Linked DNA regions of Pan troglodytes: region 1 is linked to region 2. The links are chromatin contacts, called in public Hi-C maps. All regions are on one chromosome and are shown on one strand. The core of a region is the stretch at or near the end of the contact, and the rest is flanking DNA. Distances in the headings are between cores, read along the strand shown.

Region 1 (3,602 bases), core at 459-2,958, 380 kb after region 2:
AATGTGCGCGGGGCGGCGGGGCGCGGGCCAAGATGAAGATTAAAGCAGGGGAAAAAAAGGAAAGCCACCCAGACGCGGGCGAATCAATAACACTTAAAACACACCGGCAGGCTGGCGGTACTGGCGCGAGCCCCGCAGCCGCCTCTCCGCCGCTGGTCGGGCTGGCGGCCCCTGGTCGGCTCTGCACGCACCTGCTAGCGGCCGCGGCCGGACAACTTGCGAAATCCCCGCTCCAGAGACGTGGACTGGGGAAGTGACGGGGTAGGGGGGTAGTAGTGACAAAACACAAAGGGTCTGCCACGCACATCCCCTCGCCGCAGCCCCTGCGGTCCACCCCTCCTCAAAAGGGATGGTAATGGGTTCACTGCTGGGGGCTGGAGGGGCAGGGTGTGTGAGACCTACCAAGCGGGCCCTTCAGCGCCAGAACCTCTATCCATGCCCAGACCCCCCCGCCCCCACACCGCTCCGAGCCTCACACGCGTTGTCTTAAGTACAAAGGGTGACCGGCTTTGCACAAGCAGCTCCAGGACGCGTCCCGAGCTGCCCCTTCCCACCTTCCAGCCAGAGCGCCCCCGAGCCCCACCTCCACAGAAACGCTAGGTGAAGCCGGAGGGCTGCTCGCGCGCCCGGCCGCCTCTGCTGCCCAGTTCCAGGGGGCGGGGTGTCCCGCCTCTCTCTAGCGCTTGTCTCCCTCTGTGTCTCAGGCCGCCTCTCGTCCCACCTTTGTGTGTGTTTGTTGGGGGTGGGACGTGCTGTCCCCTTGGCCCGGGAAGGGGCTCTGTGAGTCTAAGGGCCCCTGGAAATTGGGTGGTGCCAAGGCTCCGAGCGGCGGTTTATGTTTTTGCCAGCGAATGTCCTTCCTCCTGGGTACCTGTTCCCTGTTTGCACGGACCGGCCCCGCCAGCCACCTGGGGACTGCCCAGTCTCTAGGAGCGGCTGTGCCGCGCCTCCTGAGAGAGTTCGTCTCGGGCTCCGGGGACTGAGCTCCCCGAGATTGGCTGTGGTCCTGGCTTGATGTTCCTGCTAGACCTGCTGTCCCTATGCCCGGGTCCGAAGGGTCCCCGGGATGGGCTGAACCTTTGCAGCAGCTAGCCCTCCCCCAGAGTCCCTCAGGCTGGAGCGTCCCTACCGGCTGTCTCTGGTCCTGGGGGATTCCAGACTCAGACGTCCTCAGGATGGCCAGTCCCCCTGCCTATATCTCCTGGGGTGTCCTGCGGGGGGTCTTTGTGCGTCCACCGCTCCCACACCGCACCCACCCGGCCTCTCAGAGAAGCTGTGGAAGTTGGCCGGCAGAGGCTCGCAGGCGGCACACCTCCCTCCCCGGGCCGTGCCAACTTTGTCGAGACACGCGCGGAAAGGGCGCAGGCAGCCCTTACCCGATCCGGAGGTAGACCATGCCCAGGCTGAGAAAGAGGTGGCCCAGGCAGCGCCGCGCTTTCCGGTTCATAGTCCCGATTGGCCGCCGGGGCCGCGGGCCGGGCTGTGCTGATCCCGCGGGCCGGCCCCGGCGGGGCAATCAACATAGCCCGCCCGGGAGGCGCGAGCCGAGGCGTCCCCGGGGCCGTCTGTCGGTGCGCCCGTCCGCGCGCTCCGCGCCTGAGCCTCGCCAGGAGCGCGGGAGCCACGGAGCGGGAGGAGGGAGGGAGGAGCGAGCGCGGCGTGGGGCGACGCCGGGCTGCGCGCGAGCGACCGGTGCAAGTGTGCGAGACGCGGGGAGTGCGGGGGCGCTGCTGCCTCCCGCCCCCGCCCCTCCCTCCTTTCCCCCGTCCCTCCCCCGCCCCCTCCCCCGACCGCCTCCCGGGAGCGCCCGCCCAGCGCCCCTGCGCCCGCGGGACAGGGCCGCCTGCACAAGGCGCGCGCTCGCGCCTTTCCCTGCGCGCTCCCGGGGGCCCCCTCCCTGCTCCGGGGTGCAGGTGGCAGGCTGGGGAGCACAGCCCGGTTGGAGGCGGTAGGAGCCCGCTCGCCCCCCACCCGTCACTAACTTGCAGATTGCAGGGCGAGTGGGCGTCCAGAGGCTGCCCTCGGGTGGAGTGGACCAGACTCGGCCGAGAGGCCTAGTGCCTTGGTCTGCTGCCCTGCTCCCTCCAGCCCGGAACAGGGAGCTGGGGCTGACAGGGCACACCCCAGTTCCCCAACCCCAGCTTCAGGGGAGGGCGCCCCCTTTCGCGGAGCGACGGGCTGACTGGCTCAGCGTATTTCTTCCCTACCCCCACCTATTCGAGAGTGGCGGCAGGGGGTGCCCAGGTTGGGCAGCCTCCTCTGGGATCCTGCTGTTAGCCGACAGACTGAGTCGGGCTGAGGCCCAGTTGCCCCGCGCGGAACAGCAGTGGGGCGCCTGAGCCGCGGGAGCGTGAGGGGCGCAGCTGGCCGCTCAGAGCGCGCTCGCGGCGACACCAGGCGGACGCGGCGGGTGGTGCACCTCGGCCTCGCTCCCGGGAACAGAATGCTTTGAGTGCCCTGGCCGACCCGAGGGGGCTAACCCCCTTCTTTGGTGTACACCTCATCCAGTGAGCTAGGGGGAGTCTAACCGTCCCTGGAAATTGGATGGTGCCAAGACTCCGAGCGGCAGTTTATGTTTTTGCCAGCGAATGTCCATCCTCCGGGTACCTGTCCCCTGTTTGCACGGACCGGTCCCGCCTGCCACCTGGGGGTTGCCCAGTCTCTAGGAGCGGCTGTGCCTGCGCCTCCGGAAAGTGTTCCTCTCGGGCTCCAGGGACTGAGCTCCCTGGGAGTGGCTGTGGTCCTGGCTTGGTGTTCCTGCTGGACCTGCTGTCCCTATGCCCGGGTCTGGCAAATCTGAACTCAGGTTTCAGCTGAAGACACTGAGGCTCAAGGAGGTGAAGGTGTTTGCCCAGAGTAACCAGCTAGCGAGTGGCACAACCATATGGGAAACAAAGTATGCCCAACTGTAGTCACCTCCTGCACCCAGTCCTGACTATCCTTCAAGATTGCCTTTCTAAATTACACACACACACACACACACACACACACACACACACACCCGAAAGCCACCATTCAGGTATTCATTCATATTCCATATTCTGTGCCAACCACGATAGTGGGCACCGTGGACACAAGGAAGAAGAAAGGCAACAGTCTTTCTTCTTGGGGCCAGGAAGGAGACGGATGATAAGTGAACAAGAACAGAGTTGCAGATAGTAGACCATTAAGCAGGGTGATGGGAGAGGGAATACTGGGTGTTGGAGGGTTAATTTTAGGTCTGAGGAGGTGGCATTTGAGGTGAGGCCTGAAGGACACAGCATCAGGGGTCCAGCACTGCAGGAAGGGGACCAGCAGGTGCAAAAGCTCAGAGGTGGGCATGAGCCCCAGGGAGGAGATGGTGGGCTGCAATAGAGAGAGAGAGAAGGCCTGAGCTTGAAGGGAGATGGGGCTACACAGATCCACAAAGCTGTGTGGGCACGTCAAGGAGCTTGGATTTCAGTGGTGTGTTCAGCTGGAGACATTGGAGGGATGAAGAAGGGGGTGACTGATCTAATTTGTGTGTTCAAAAGCTCCCCGTGGCTGTCCTAAGGGAACACACTGTGGGAATGGGGACAGGTGAGTAAAGTGCGCCATCAAGCAGACCAGAAAGGAGATGACAG
Region 2 (3,993 bases), core at 369-2,868:
TCCTTGTGGAGTGGCCTGGAGGTTGATGTGTAGCCTCCTAGGTACCTGGGAGAGACTGACCAGTGCCTCCATCTGACGTGGGATCCTTGTCTAAGGAGGTCCCCGGGTGGTTCCCCAGCCCCCTCTTTGCGTACTTCCAGTGGCAGGGAGCTTCCTCCCTTCCAGAGAGCGTGTGCCATCCTTGGGCAGCTCAGCATGGTCTGAAGCCTGCCTTGTGTCTTCCCTGAAGGACTCCACCTGTGTCCTGGGGCCCAGGACAGCCCACAGAGGCTTGGTCATGTTGGGTTGGGTGGGCACATCCGGGGTCAATACCACCACCTTCTCAAGGGTCCAGAGGGCCCGTGCTCCCCAGCCCCTTTGAATCTCCCACAAGATTGGCTCATGGGAGGGCTGCACGAGAGTCTCCCTTGTCCCTGTCATTGTCCCTCCTGGAGGCACAGCACTTGACAATTTACAAAGCTCTTTTTCACCAGGCTCTTTTTTTCTTTTTCGAGACGTAGTTTCGCTCTTGTTGCCCAGGCTGGAGTGCAATGGCGCGATCTCGGCTCACCGCAACCTCCGCCTCCCAGGTTCAAACAATTCTCCCGCCTCAGCCTCCTGAGTAGCTGAGATTACAGGCATGCACCACCATGCCCGGCTAATTTTGTATTTTTAGTAGAGACAGGGTTTCTCCATGTTGGTCAGGCTGGGTCTTGAACTCCCGACCTCAGGTGATACGCCCGCCTCGGCCTCCCAAAGTGCTAAGATTACAGACATGAGCCACCACGCCCGGCCTTCACCCAGACTCTTATTTGAGCTGGGCATAATTGTCAGGCCTGTCTCACTGATGAGGAAATGGACATGGAAAGATGCGTACTGGATCGTGTAGAGCCCTAAAGCAGGGTCCCCCAGCCTTTGGCTCTGAACTCTGCAGGGGAGAGTCCACCTTGGGCCACTGCACAGTTGAGGGGAGCCCCACTCTGCAGGGGCTGGGTCTCTTCCATCTTGGTATTACCAAGTGCCTAGCATTCAGTCTGGCATAGTAATGATGTTATGGTACTCTGCTGCACAAACCCGGGAGTGATCTGTGCCCTGCGTGTCTACAGCAGGGTTCCGAGGAGGGCCTGGATGGCCCTCCCCATGGCAGGTGTTACTGCCTGGTAGAGGTTAAGAGCCTGGATCCTGATCCACCCTGGGTTTGATCCTGGTTCTGCCATTACCTGGCTGTGTGACCCTGGGCAAGTTGCTGACTTCCTCTGTGGGTCAGTCTCCTCATCTGTAAAATGGGGATGATGATACTAATGCCCCTCCTCGGGCTGGAGGGAGTCTTCAGCAAGCTCAGTTGCTCAGTCAGGTGTTCACTGTGGCTGTCTTCTCATCATTAGGAGCCAACAGTAGCCTCCTGGGGGGTGGGAGAGGCGAGTTCCTGGTATCCATGGGGCCAGCTGCACACTGTCTGACGGAGCAGTTGTTGGGCTCAATTTCAGAGGGCCTCTGCAATTCAGGCCATCCCAGGGGCTGCAGGGGAGGGGGTCTCTATGGGCCCTAGGGCTCTGAGGCTGTGTCTCAGGGTTGAGGGGTGATGGATCCCGGGCTCTAGGGCCCTCCTCGTGGCTGTAGGCAGTCATGACCAGCAGAGGGTGCCCTTCCTGACCACCCGCTTTGGCCACTGGCAGAATCCGCCTGGCCCCCATACCACCACTCCTTCCTGGAGTGGGGAGCCACATGGAGCCAGGCCCAGCTTAGTGGGGACAAGGAGCAGCTTTCTGCTTCTGGAATGATGAGCTATCTGTTGCTTAGGGGTGTGAGTGGCACTGAGGACTTGCTGGGGACACCCTGAAGATGTGGCTGCCTTCTGGCCTGGGGATGGTGACATGCCCCAGCACTCAGCTTAGTTTGCCAACCCAGAGTCCGAGGCACAGGTTCCTGAGAGCTGAGCAGGGAGGATGCTGGGGGAGGTGAAGGGATGGAGGAGCTCCTGGACTGAGCCTGGGAGCCTGGCTCTGAGCAGCACCGCTCTCTGCCCTTCCGCAGGGGGTGGCTTCCACCACTGCTCCAGCGACCGTGGCGGGGGCTTCTGTGCCTATGCGGACATCACGCTCGCCATCAAGGTGTGTCTATGAGCAAGTGGGGTCTCGCCTCCAAGAGCCCTCCTGGAATCCTCCCCATAGCTCCAAATTGACTGTTCTCACCCTGAATTATAGACAAGGGGCCTATGCTGGAGCAGGGAGGGGGCTTGTTTGGGTTGCTCAGCCAGGCTGGAACTGAATCCAGATCTGACACTTGCTCCTCTTCCATGTTGCTTAGAAGGGTTGCCTGTGGTGGAAGGGAGTTATTCCAGCCTCCCACAGAGCCAGGGGACTAGAGAGGGTCAGGATCTGCTGTATAGCCACATATTAAGTTGTAGGAAGAAGGGCATGGCTGGCAAAGGGAGTAGGGAGTGGAAAGAATGATGGTGCTGATAGCACCTGGCACTTCTGCATGCTCCAACCCGCGCTGTGCTCCAGGACTTACTCCCTGAATCCTCACAGACAGACAGGGGCCCACAGAGGTGAGGGCATGCAAATAGCAGGGGCAGAATTGGTGCTGGCCTCTGGTCTGTGGGGCCCCGCAACTCCCCTGCCACTCTGTGCCTGGCCTTGTGCTGGGCATCAGGAACTGACCGACCTGTTCCTATGTGTGCCTGCTCTCATGGGGCACATAGACTGATGGGGGGAGGCAGGCCATTAGGAGAAGGGGGAAGCACAGGAGACCTTCCTGGGGAGGAGGGAACGAAGGCTTCCTGGAAGAGGGGGCATTTAGGACTTGGCCTTGTAGGATGAGGCAGAAGTTGGGGACTGAAGTCCCAGGGCTGTGGGGATTCTCTCCTTAACCCCTACACATTTCCTAGGGAATCTGGGAAAATCCAGGGCCTGAGTGACCCACTTATCTCCTGACCTATGACCCTTCAGGGCACAGGACATGCCCCCTCCTCCAGGGAGCCTTCCCTGACCACCTCCTGCATGCACACATGGAGCCCCACAGCTGGAGCTGCACAGCTCTCCCTGGCAAGTGACATATTTGCTGGGTGGCCTGATTACCCACAAGCATTAGGCCCCCCTCCCCACCCCTCGCCAGCCAGCTGGGAGTTGCTGTAGGGCTGGGTCCTCTGGCCGCCCCAGGTCCTCATGTCTACCCTCTCCTCCCTGGCAGTTTCTGTTTGAGCGTGTGGAGGGCATCTCCAGGGCTACCATCATTGATCTTGATGCCCATCAGGTGAGTGCCCTGCAGGGGCTGGACTCTTAGGGGACCTGCCACCCCCAGTTCCAGAATCTTCCCGGGGCAGGAGAGTCTCCCTCCTCATGTCCCCACGGCTCTCACGGCTTCTGTCTTCTGTCTCTCGGGCTACAAATGCAGGGTCTGTCTTTGTCACTCTGTCCAGGACAGCGGGTCCTCCTCATTGCTCCCGAGGGTCCTCCCTCCCTCCTCCTGACTGCCCCCACATGAGGCTCTTCCTGAAGCCCACTCTGATGGGACTGCTCTCATGTGCAGAGCTCTGCTGTGGGTCCCCATTGCTTATGAATAATTTGGGGCACTGCCCCCTGCCCAGAGCTGCTGAGTACTGGCCACCTGCCCCTCAGGCAGATGCCCACACACATGGCTTGGCTCGGGCACCTGGGGTCACCATTTAAGAACTCGGTGCCTAGGGAGGAAAGTGTCAAAGCAGAGGGTTACCTCCTCCTCAGGACCCCTAATGAGGCCAGTGCCTCTGGTCAGACAGGGAGGGGACCCAGTGGGCTCCGGAAGGCACCCCCCTGCACCATTACTGCTGTGGCTTTGTGCTAGTTGGGGCCCTGCCTTGGGTTCTTGTGACCCCGAACTCCTGAGCCAGGTCACATGTGGACAGTCCTTTACAGTTTGCTTTTCACATCCCTGATCCCAACCAGTCCCACCACAGACTTGAGAGGGTGGCAGAGCGGGATTTCTTCCTCTGATAGGGAACCTAAGAGCGCTGGGCTTGCTCAAGCCCGTGCT

What was found. A called contact is a pair of places that touch in the nucleus more often than the background predicts.
Region 1: a Hi-C map of induced pluripotent stem cells shows a contact between it and region 2, with 5 times the contacts expected there. The contact joins the promoter of WNT7A here to the enhancer-like site in region 2. A contact is called at or near these places in 3 of 7 Hi-C or Micro-C datasets (induced pluripotent stem cells and stem cell-derived neural progenitor cells) and 1 of 1 other capture datasets (stem cell-derived neural stem cells).

The regions. Positions count from the first base shown.
Region 1 is chr2:17,879,430-17,883,031 of NHGRI_mPanTro3-v2.0_pri, forward strand. It overlaps WNT7A (Wnt family member 7A), which reads right to left and starts at 1,709. Exons shown (of 4, transcript XM_016940526.4): 1 at 1,377-1,709. The coding sequence starts at 1,447.
Region 2 is chr2:17,502,438-17,506,430 of NHGRI_mPanTro3-v2.0_pri, forward strand. It overlaps HDAC11 (histone deacetylase 11), which reads left to right. Exons shown (of 10, transcript XM_016940518.2): 6 at 2,014-2,090; 7 at 3,172-3,234. Among named protein-coding and RNA genes, the nearest start is that of HDAC11, 21 kb to the left of the region's middle. Within about 2 kb of position 1,619, at least 1 of the 24 cell types and tissues checked has an H3K27ac peak or open chromatin away from gene starts, as enhancers often do. A contact at or near this core is called in induced pluripotent stem cells, where this site is marked.